Linked DNA regions of Sus scrofa: region 1 is linked to region 2. Evidence: chromatin contacts called from public HiChIP or PLAC-seq data. All regions are on one chromosome and are shown on one strand. The core of a region is the stretch at or near the end of the contact, and the rest is flanking DNA. Distances in the headings are between cores, read along the strand shown. Region 1 overlaps DUSP16 (dual specificity protein phosphatase 16). Region 2 overlaps GPR19 (probable G-protein coupled receptor 19).

Region 1 (3,785 bases), core at 1,087-3,586, 120 kb before region 2:
TGTTGATACCGATGACCATGACATGCTGATAACCACTGGCAAAAAGAATGGAAGTTCTGTTCAGAAAAAAAAACGCCTACCAAACTAAGAAGGTAAAGTGCTTATTTTAGGAAATGAATTAAGATCATTTCAATAATAAAAATCTCCACTGATTTCACAGTAACTTTTATTAAGAACTTAATTAACACCCCTTTTTCCTGGATAGTGGGTATCATCCTGCCTCACATTTGGTACTTGGAAATCCCCACCACCGCCAAATACTGCATGGCTTTCAACTAACATCACGTTAATGAGATTCTATGATGTGACGGCCACTGGCAGCATCTTAGATCCTGCCACATAGGTCATTTCTTCGCCGGAAAAAATTGCCGGGTTTTTTTTTTCCCAGTTGGGACCATATTCAAGAAGGGGTTTTCCACTGCACATGATTTTTATTGTTGGCTATAAACTCAAGAATATATAAAATCAAGGTTCCTGAATATTTACATTAACAAGGCTCTGAGTCATTCACATAATGAAAAATGAAAACAATTTCTTTAATTACATAGTTAAAAGGGCTTCGGCAGAAGGGAAAGTTTCTGATTTGGATAATCTATGGTAATGAAATTAGATGCTGCCTCTAGGCTGTTTAAAGCAGCTGTTAAATATGTCTACAAACACCTACTTTCTTCTTAAAAATACATTCCAAATTGCAGAGGCCTTTTGACCCATTTAAATGCCACAATTAATAATGTTTATCTCCAGGATCTTGCAATACTGATAAACCACAATAAATTGCATTGGGAACCTTCTATAAGATTTTTGTTGAATGGAAAATTAATACTTTTCAGGTTAACATCTAACAGCCTCTTTTGCAAGCAGTGTAATTGCTCTGTAATTTGTTAGAGTCGGGAATATGGCTTCCTATTCACCGTATATTCAAGGTCATATATCTTGATGGAATTCTATATGAGGAGTGAGATCAGAACCCTCTCTGAAACACAAGCACAATCCCATTTCAAGACATTTGAAACATCAGAGGTTCTGCCTCATTCAAGTCTAGTTGCTACAATGCATGCAGGGAATCACCTTCCTTTAGCTGTCCTTTAATTTTATCTAAGGCAAATAAGCAGTGCAAACACTATTACAAATAAGAACAAACATGCAATCAGCAAAAGGGGGTGTTCCACCAGATTTTAACTAAAGCACTTAAAATGCTTCCTCTGCTGGGACAGGTAGCATTTTCTTATAACATCATGCTGAGGCTGTTTTGATTATAGATTATACACATATGTATATGTTCCCCTATTAAAATAAAAGTGCCATTAGTTTTCTTTTCTTTTTTTTGGGGGGGGGTCTTTTTTGTCTTTTCAGGGCCACATCTGTGGCACATAGAGGTTCCCAGGTTAAGGGTCTAATCGGAGCTGTTGCTGCCGGCCAGAGCCGCAGCAATGCCAGATCCCAGCCACATCTGCAACCTACACCACAGCTCACGGCCACACCGGATCCTTAAATCCACTGAGTGAGGCCAGGGATTGAACCCGAAACCTCATGGTTCCTAGTTGGATTCATTTCCACTGCGCCAAGACAAGAACTCCCAGTTTTCCACTTTTAATGGAAAAATGGGGCGTAAGTATTATTCAACTTCCAAAAAGCCAAAACCCAATTAACTTCAGCTTTAATCTTCTAAATCATCAAGATCTTTATTAGCAATATTGCCCAGCTATCAAGATGACTATATAATACCACCTATCTTTAGTTCTGTCCACTTTTTTGATTAAAAAAAAAAAAAGGATGTTAGAGTTCTCACTGTGGAATAAAGAGTTAAGAATCTGACTACAGAAGCTTGGGTCACTGCGGAGGTGCAGATTCAATTCCCGCTAGTGCAGCAGGTTAAGGATCTGGCACTGCCTCAGCTGAGCACAGGTTGCAGCTGCAGCCTGGAGTCAGTCCCTGGCCTAAGAACGTCCATGTGCTGCAAGTGTGGTCGTAAAATTAAAAAAAAAAAAACGTGAAATGGTCAAAAAAGGAAAAAAAAGAAGAGACAAGTTTTTGAACCAGAAGGTTCTTCAGAGGTTATCTAATACAACATTCTTATTTCACAATTGAGGAAGTTGAGACCTGTCTCTAATTAGCTCTACAACTAATTGGGATATAGGTCTCTGTAATTTTCCACTAAAATTAGAAAGAAAAGGGAACACATAAGAAGGAAACACATAAAATAGTCTCCAGATGAGAGGAGAGTTGTAGCAAGCTGCTTAATACTCTATACTTTCCTCTCTTTCCTATTTGTGAGAGACACACCCAGCCAGCCACCCAAGAGATATTTCTTCCCCTTTTGCTAACTGAGGCCCAGCTGGTCCTGGGCAGCCAGAAACGTGCTTAAGCCTAGGAAATGCTACATGACAGGCGCTACACCAACCCTCGGGCCCCTTTTCCTGGGCCAGATGCTCATTTGCCCAGAATCTCCTGTGAAGCAGGGGCAGGTTGAGAACCCATTCAAGCAAACAGAACTTCAGAGAAAACTGGATGGAAGCTTCGGGGGAGATTTTGTTCTCTGTTGGGCAAACCAAGGAGTAGGGCTTACTTGTTCTGCCTACTTCTTCCTCCTTGCCTTGAAAAGGAATGTGATACCTAGAGCTGAGGCAACCGTTTTGTGACCTGGTGGCAATAAGTGACCATACAAGAGATGGCAGAGAACCTGGGGCCCTGAGAACACCACTGAGCAGCTGAACCATTTGAGACCTCTGACCCGCATTAATAGTGAATAGCTTATGTTTAAGCCTCTGCTTATAGCTTTCTGTTAACTACAGCTGAAAGCAGTACTAAATTTTTTTTAATTTCTGTGTCCTGCCACGATTTTTCTGCCCGATCCTTCCCATTACAAACATTTTATTCTGCTCTTACTCATGCAACTAAAAAGTGACAATATTATATTTCTCCTGCACAGGTAATAGAGACCAATTTAATTACTTTATAGTTACAGTACCTCAACTATATGACCCTATTAAAATAAATGTCATCAATACACAAAACAAAAGGGAAAAATACATGACTTAGAATCATGTCTGTTCTTGATTATTGACTTTTGATCCTTCCTTCTCCCATCTCAAATCCTTTTTGGAAGTGAGTACCACATAAATAACACACTGATAAAATGATCTCTCTCTGGACTAAACTCTTCTATCTCCTTTAATCATAACTGCCTGTTAGAAAAAAAACAAATATTAAAATTTCATTCTTGAATTTGCAGCCCCAAACCTGGCCCAGGCAATATTTTCACTTACTGATGCTTGGTAACCAAAGCTTAGAGACTTACCAGCACTACAGCAAATTCTTCTGTACAGGTTATAATAATAGAATTTGAATACTGGTATTACATTAAAAGTCAGAGTACCCAGTACAGTTATTTCACTAGTTATTTCAACTGTGTTTGAATGGACATCTTTCAAATATATGTTCACCTTCATGACTCTAGTTGCATCCATCTCTGGACACCCCTGGGCCCCATCTGTCCTGTGTCCAGCATATGGGAGAACTCAGTGCACCCCATACTCTTCCTCTGCCCCTCAATGCTCATCTCCACTCTCTGGTCACAGCCCATTTCTGCCTATAGTGGGTCCCATGATCACAAAGGTCTACTCCACTCCCAGCCTCCCTGGTTGGGAGAAAAGAACAACAGCTATGAACACCTGTTCTCTGGAGTGTGTAACCATCCCTCCCCTGCTGCCAATCAAGGAAAAAAGACTGAGTACCCTGGTTCTGAGCACAGACACAAATGGTTATGAATGAATATACACACACAC
Region 2 (4,010 bases), core at 1,223-3,722:
GGTAATAAATTCTGCTGTATGGTGGACGAGGACATACCACATGGAGGTAAGAGTCTCGTTTCTCCCTCCCAGTCTCAAGTTCAGAGAGAAAAGAAATATAAAGGAGAATAAAGCCGTCAGTCACTGGGCCTGACCTTTTTCTAGACCAAAGGCGGATGTTAGTGTATTCATTTTCTCTTGTGGTTCTTTCAAATTACCACAAACCTAGTGGCTTAAAACAACACAAACGTATTATCTTATAGTACTGGAGGTTAGAGCTCCACCAAGCGTCTTACTGGGCTAAGATCATGGTGACAACAGAGCTATGTTCCTTTCTGGAGGCCACAGAGAGAGAATGTGTGTCCTTGCCACCCAACATTCCTTGGCTTGTAGCCCTCTTACTCCATCTTAAAAACCAACAACTTTGTATCTCTCTAACCATTATTCCATAGACTTCACATCTCCTTTTGACCCTGACCTCAGACTGCAAAGGCATTAGGTTGGACCCAGATAATCCAGGACAATCTCTCTCAAGGTCCTTAACTTACTTCTAAAGTCCCTTTTGCCTTGTAAGGTAATATAATCACAGGTTCCAGTTGTTAGGGTGAATATCTTTAGTGGCCCTTTCTCTGCATAGCACAGTAAGTTTCCTCCATGTTGAGAAGCACTCAGAGCAAGAGATCTCTGCCTTTGCTCCCCTTTGGGGACCACTGTCTAAGCCCTTCACACCCCACTCCCTGCACTTTGCATGGTTGTTTGGGTCTATAGCAAGTTTCCTACCATGTACTCAGGCATGTAGAACAGTCAACTATCTCAAGCATTTCCTACTGGGCACATGGACACTGAAACCAACAGCCAGAGGTCCTGCCATGGTCAGGTCAGGTGACACCATAGCAAGGACCAAGGGGAAACAGAGGCCGATACTCCCTGGGAAATTCGCCTGAAGGCAAAAATGGGCCATGAATTCACCAGCTGCAGGCTTCAGCATCACATGCCAGCAGGTTCCCCAGTGATTAGGCCAAGAGGGGCATCGTGCTGGAAACCTGCCAGTGCATACTCTAAGTCCAGAATGAAGTCAAGGGATACTCTGTCTCTCGCCAGTTCCACAAAGATGTATACATTACTCCTCAGCCCCATACAAATGGATGTTATCTTCAGATGACAGGACCTCCTTGGGAGGCATCATGAAGGATGAAACATTTTCATCCAAAGGAGAGTTATAAGGAACCATTTAAGTAATGAAATTGAACTATATTTGAAACTGAATTGGACACTTTTTTTCCTATAATTTAACAGTTGTGGTTTTAAAATATGTCCACCAGGAGTTCCCATTGTGGCACAGCAGAAACAAATCCAACTAGGAACCATGAAGTTGCGGGTTTGATCCCTGGCCTCGCTCAGTGGGTTAAGGATCTGGTGTGGCCCTGAGCTGTGGTATAGGTCGCAAACATGGCTCGGATCCTGCGTTGCTGTGGCTGCGGTATAGGCCAGCAGCTATAGCTCTGATTTGACCCCTAGCCTGGGAACCTCCATATGCTGCAGGTGTGGCCCTGAAAAGCAAAAAAATAAAATAATCAAATATGTCCACCAATTCTTTGCTATGTCCCCCTTCAAATATGACACCTACTACTACTTCCCTTGAATGTAGGTCAGGCTGTGTGTGTGTGTATCTTTTTAGGGCTGGCATATGGAAGTTCCCAGGATAGGGTTCAAATTGGAGCTGCAGCTGCTGGCCCACACCACAGCCACAGCAACCCGGATCCCAGCTGCGTGTGTGACCTACACCACAGCTCACAGCAAGGCCAGATCCCATATGGGTCAGACTTACTACCTGTTTCCAATGAGGAGAACGTGGCAGAAGTGTTTCTCTATAACTTGCGAGGCTAGATCATAGTAAGGACAATTTCTACCTGGGTCTCTCCCTCTTGGATCATTGGATTACTCATTCTGGGGAAAGCCTGCCACAATGTTACAAGGACAGGAAAGCTGTCTTGTGAAGAGGTTCATATATGGAAAACGCAGGCCTCTCATCAACCAGCACCAACTAGCAACCAGGGAGGCAAGCTGCCTTGGCAGCAGATCCTCCAGCCCTAGACACGGGACTACAGTCCAGACAATGCTGACTGAAACTTTGTGAGTCCCAGGCCAGGAATGCCCAGCTAAACTGCTCTCAAAGTCCTGACCCACAGAAATGAGAACTGTTTATTATTGAGTTCCTAAGTTTGGGGGAATTTTGCTACACAGTAATAGACAGCTTATACATGGGTGAAAACTCCAGAAATCAGTAAGAGACCTACATTTTCTAGGCATACTCAAACTGTAGTGAGTTAGAAAGTGTCCCTGCTGCGTATGTGTGTGTTCCTATTCTGGAAAGTATGTGGTTTCTTATTAGGCCAAGAACATGAGGAAGGGGAGAACACAACTAGCCACACTGTAGTGTTGTCTAAGGGGAAAAAAGAAAGCCACTAAGGAGGAGGTGGATATATTACAGACTCAGAAGAAACTGCAGGGAACTCAAAAACAGGAAGTGGCAGTTAGACCCAAGATGGGACTGAAGTTAAGGGAGAGAAAGCTGTCAGGGCCAAGTATCCACTGAATCCGGCTCTTTCTCTCTGAGGCTCCAGGACCTACTGTTTCCTAGTCACCCTCCTTCAATTAGCTGCATTGATCTGCTTCTCTTTTGAGAGCAGCTCCCTCTGATTACTGGCCCCCAAACAGTGGCATTGGCTCTGAAACTTACATGACACCTTACAAGTTCAATGCTCTTACCTAAATGACCAAGTCTCAATTAAAAATAGAACCATCATATGATCCAGCAATCCCACCTCTGGGTATAGAGCTAAAGGAAATGAAATCATTGTCTCGAAGAGATATCTATACTCCCATGTTCACCAAAGCACCATTCATAGTAGCCAAGAGATGGTGTCTGTTGATGGATGAGAAGATAAAGAAAACGTGATACACAAATACACCACACACAACCACTCAATGGAGTATTATTCTGCCTTTAAAAAGAAGGAAATCCTGCCATTTGTGACAACATGGATGAACACGGGGGATATTAAGTAAAATAAGCCAGACAGAGAAAGACAAATGCTTCATGATCTATCTCACTTATATGCGGAATGTAAAATAGTTGAATTCAAAGTATCAGTGAGTAGAATGGTGGTTACCAGAGCTGGAGGATTGGGGAAAACAGAGAGATACTGGTCAAAGGATACAACTTTTAATTATGGGATAAATAAGTTCTGGAGACCTAATGTACATACAGCACTGGTGACTATAGTTAATAATGATGCATACTTTACTCTGCTGAGATATTTCAAGCATTCTCACCACACACACAAAAATGGTAACTAAGTGACATGAGGTGTTAATTGTCTTGGTTGTGGTCATCATTTCACAATGTATACATTTATCAAACATCACACTGTACACCTTAAATATATATAATTTTTATTAGTCAATCATACTTCAATAAGGGGGGAGAGAAAACATATGACCCAGTCTCTCAAAGTTCTGATCTAAATTCTTAGGAGGCAGAGTCTGACTCGGCTTAATCTGGTATAGAGTGGATTCAAACAGCGGTAGGCAATGAGATAGAGAAGATACCTGTATTACCCTGTCAACACTCTCTAACAAGTGTAGCAAATTTTATAAAGAGAAAGGACAAGGATAGGGAGGAACTTTCTGACAGACAAAATGCTGGCATCAGAGTGTGTGTGTCTGTGTTTTTAAAATTGCATGAACTCTTCACTCGTGAGCCTGCTAACAGCCACAATACCTTTGGCCTCCACTTCACCTCCATTTGAATCACCCTCCTGAATACGCACATCTCACACTGCGTATAGTTCTGCCACATGCACAACACGCAGTGCCACCCTCCCCAGCTTAGCTCTGACCTGGCTTCCTCTGCCCTGTCCTCCTAGGGGGCACATATTCCCCTCTCAAACTCTGCTGGCTATCATCTTCTCTGAGGTTCTAGGTCCCTTGAACCCCTCACTCCTCTAAAGTAAATTACTCACACCTCT

Evidence for each region. HiChIP or PLAC-seq counts read pairs in DNA pulled down with a chosen protein or histone mark.
Region 1: a contact with region 2 is called in an H3K27ac HiChIP or PLAC-seq map of alveolar macrophages. The contact joins two enhancer-like sites. A contact is called at or near these places in 2 of 47 Hi-C or Micro-C datasets (embryonic fibroblasts and mesenchymal stem cells) and 2 of 2 datasets of contacts at active chromatin or transcription factors (alveolar macrophages and skeletal muscle).

What each region holds. Positions count from the first base shown.
Region 1 is chr5:59,880,767-59,884,551 of Sscrofa11.1, reverse strand. The region is part of intron 1 of DUSP16 (dual specificity protein phosphatase 16); the gene reads right to left. Among named protein-coding and RNA genes, the nearest start is that of DUSP16, 13 kb to the right of the region's middle. Within about 2 kb of position 2,336, at least 6 of the 83 cell types and tissues checked have an H3K27ac peak or open chromatin away from gene starts, as enhancers often do. A contact at or near this core is called in alveolar macrophages, where this site is marked.
Region 2 is chr5:59,757,528-59,761,537 of Sscrofa11.1, reverse strand. The region is part of intron 2 of GPR19 (probable G-protein coupled receptor 19); the gene reads right to left. Among named protein-coding and RNA genes, the nearest start is that of GPR19, 9.7 kb to the right of the region's middle. Within about 2 kb of position 2,472, at least 11 of the 83 cell types and tissues checked have an H3K27ac peak or open chromatin away from gene starts, as enhancers often do. A contact at or near this core is called in alveolar macrophages, where this site is marked.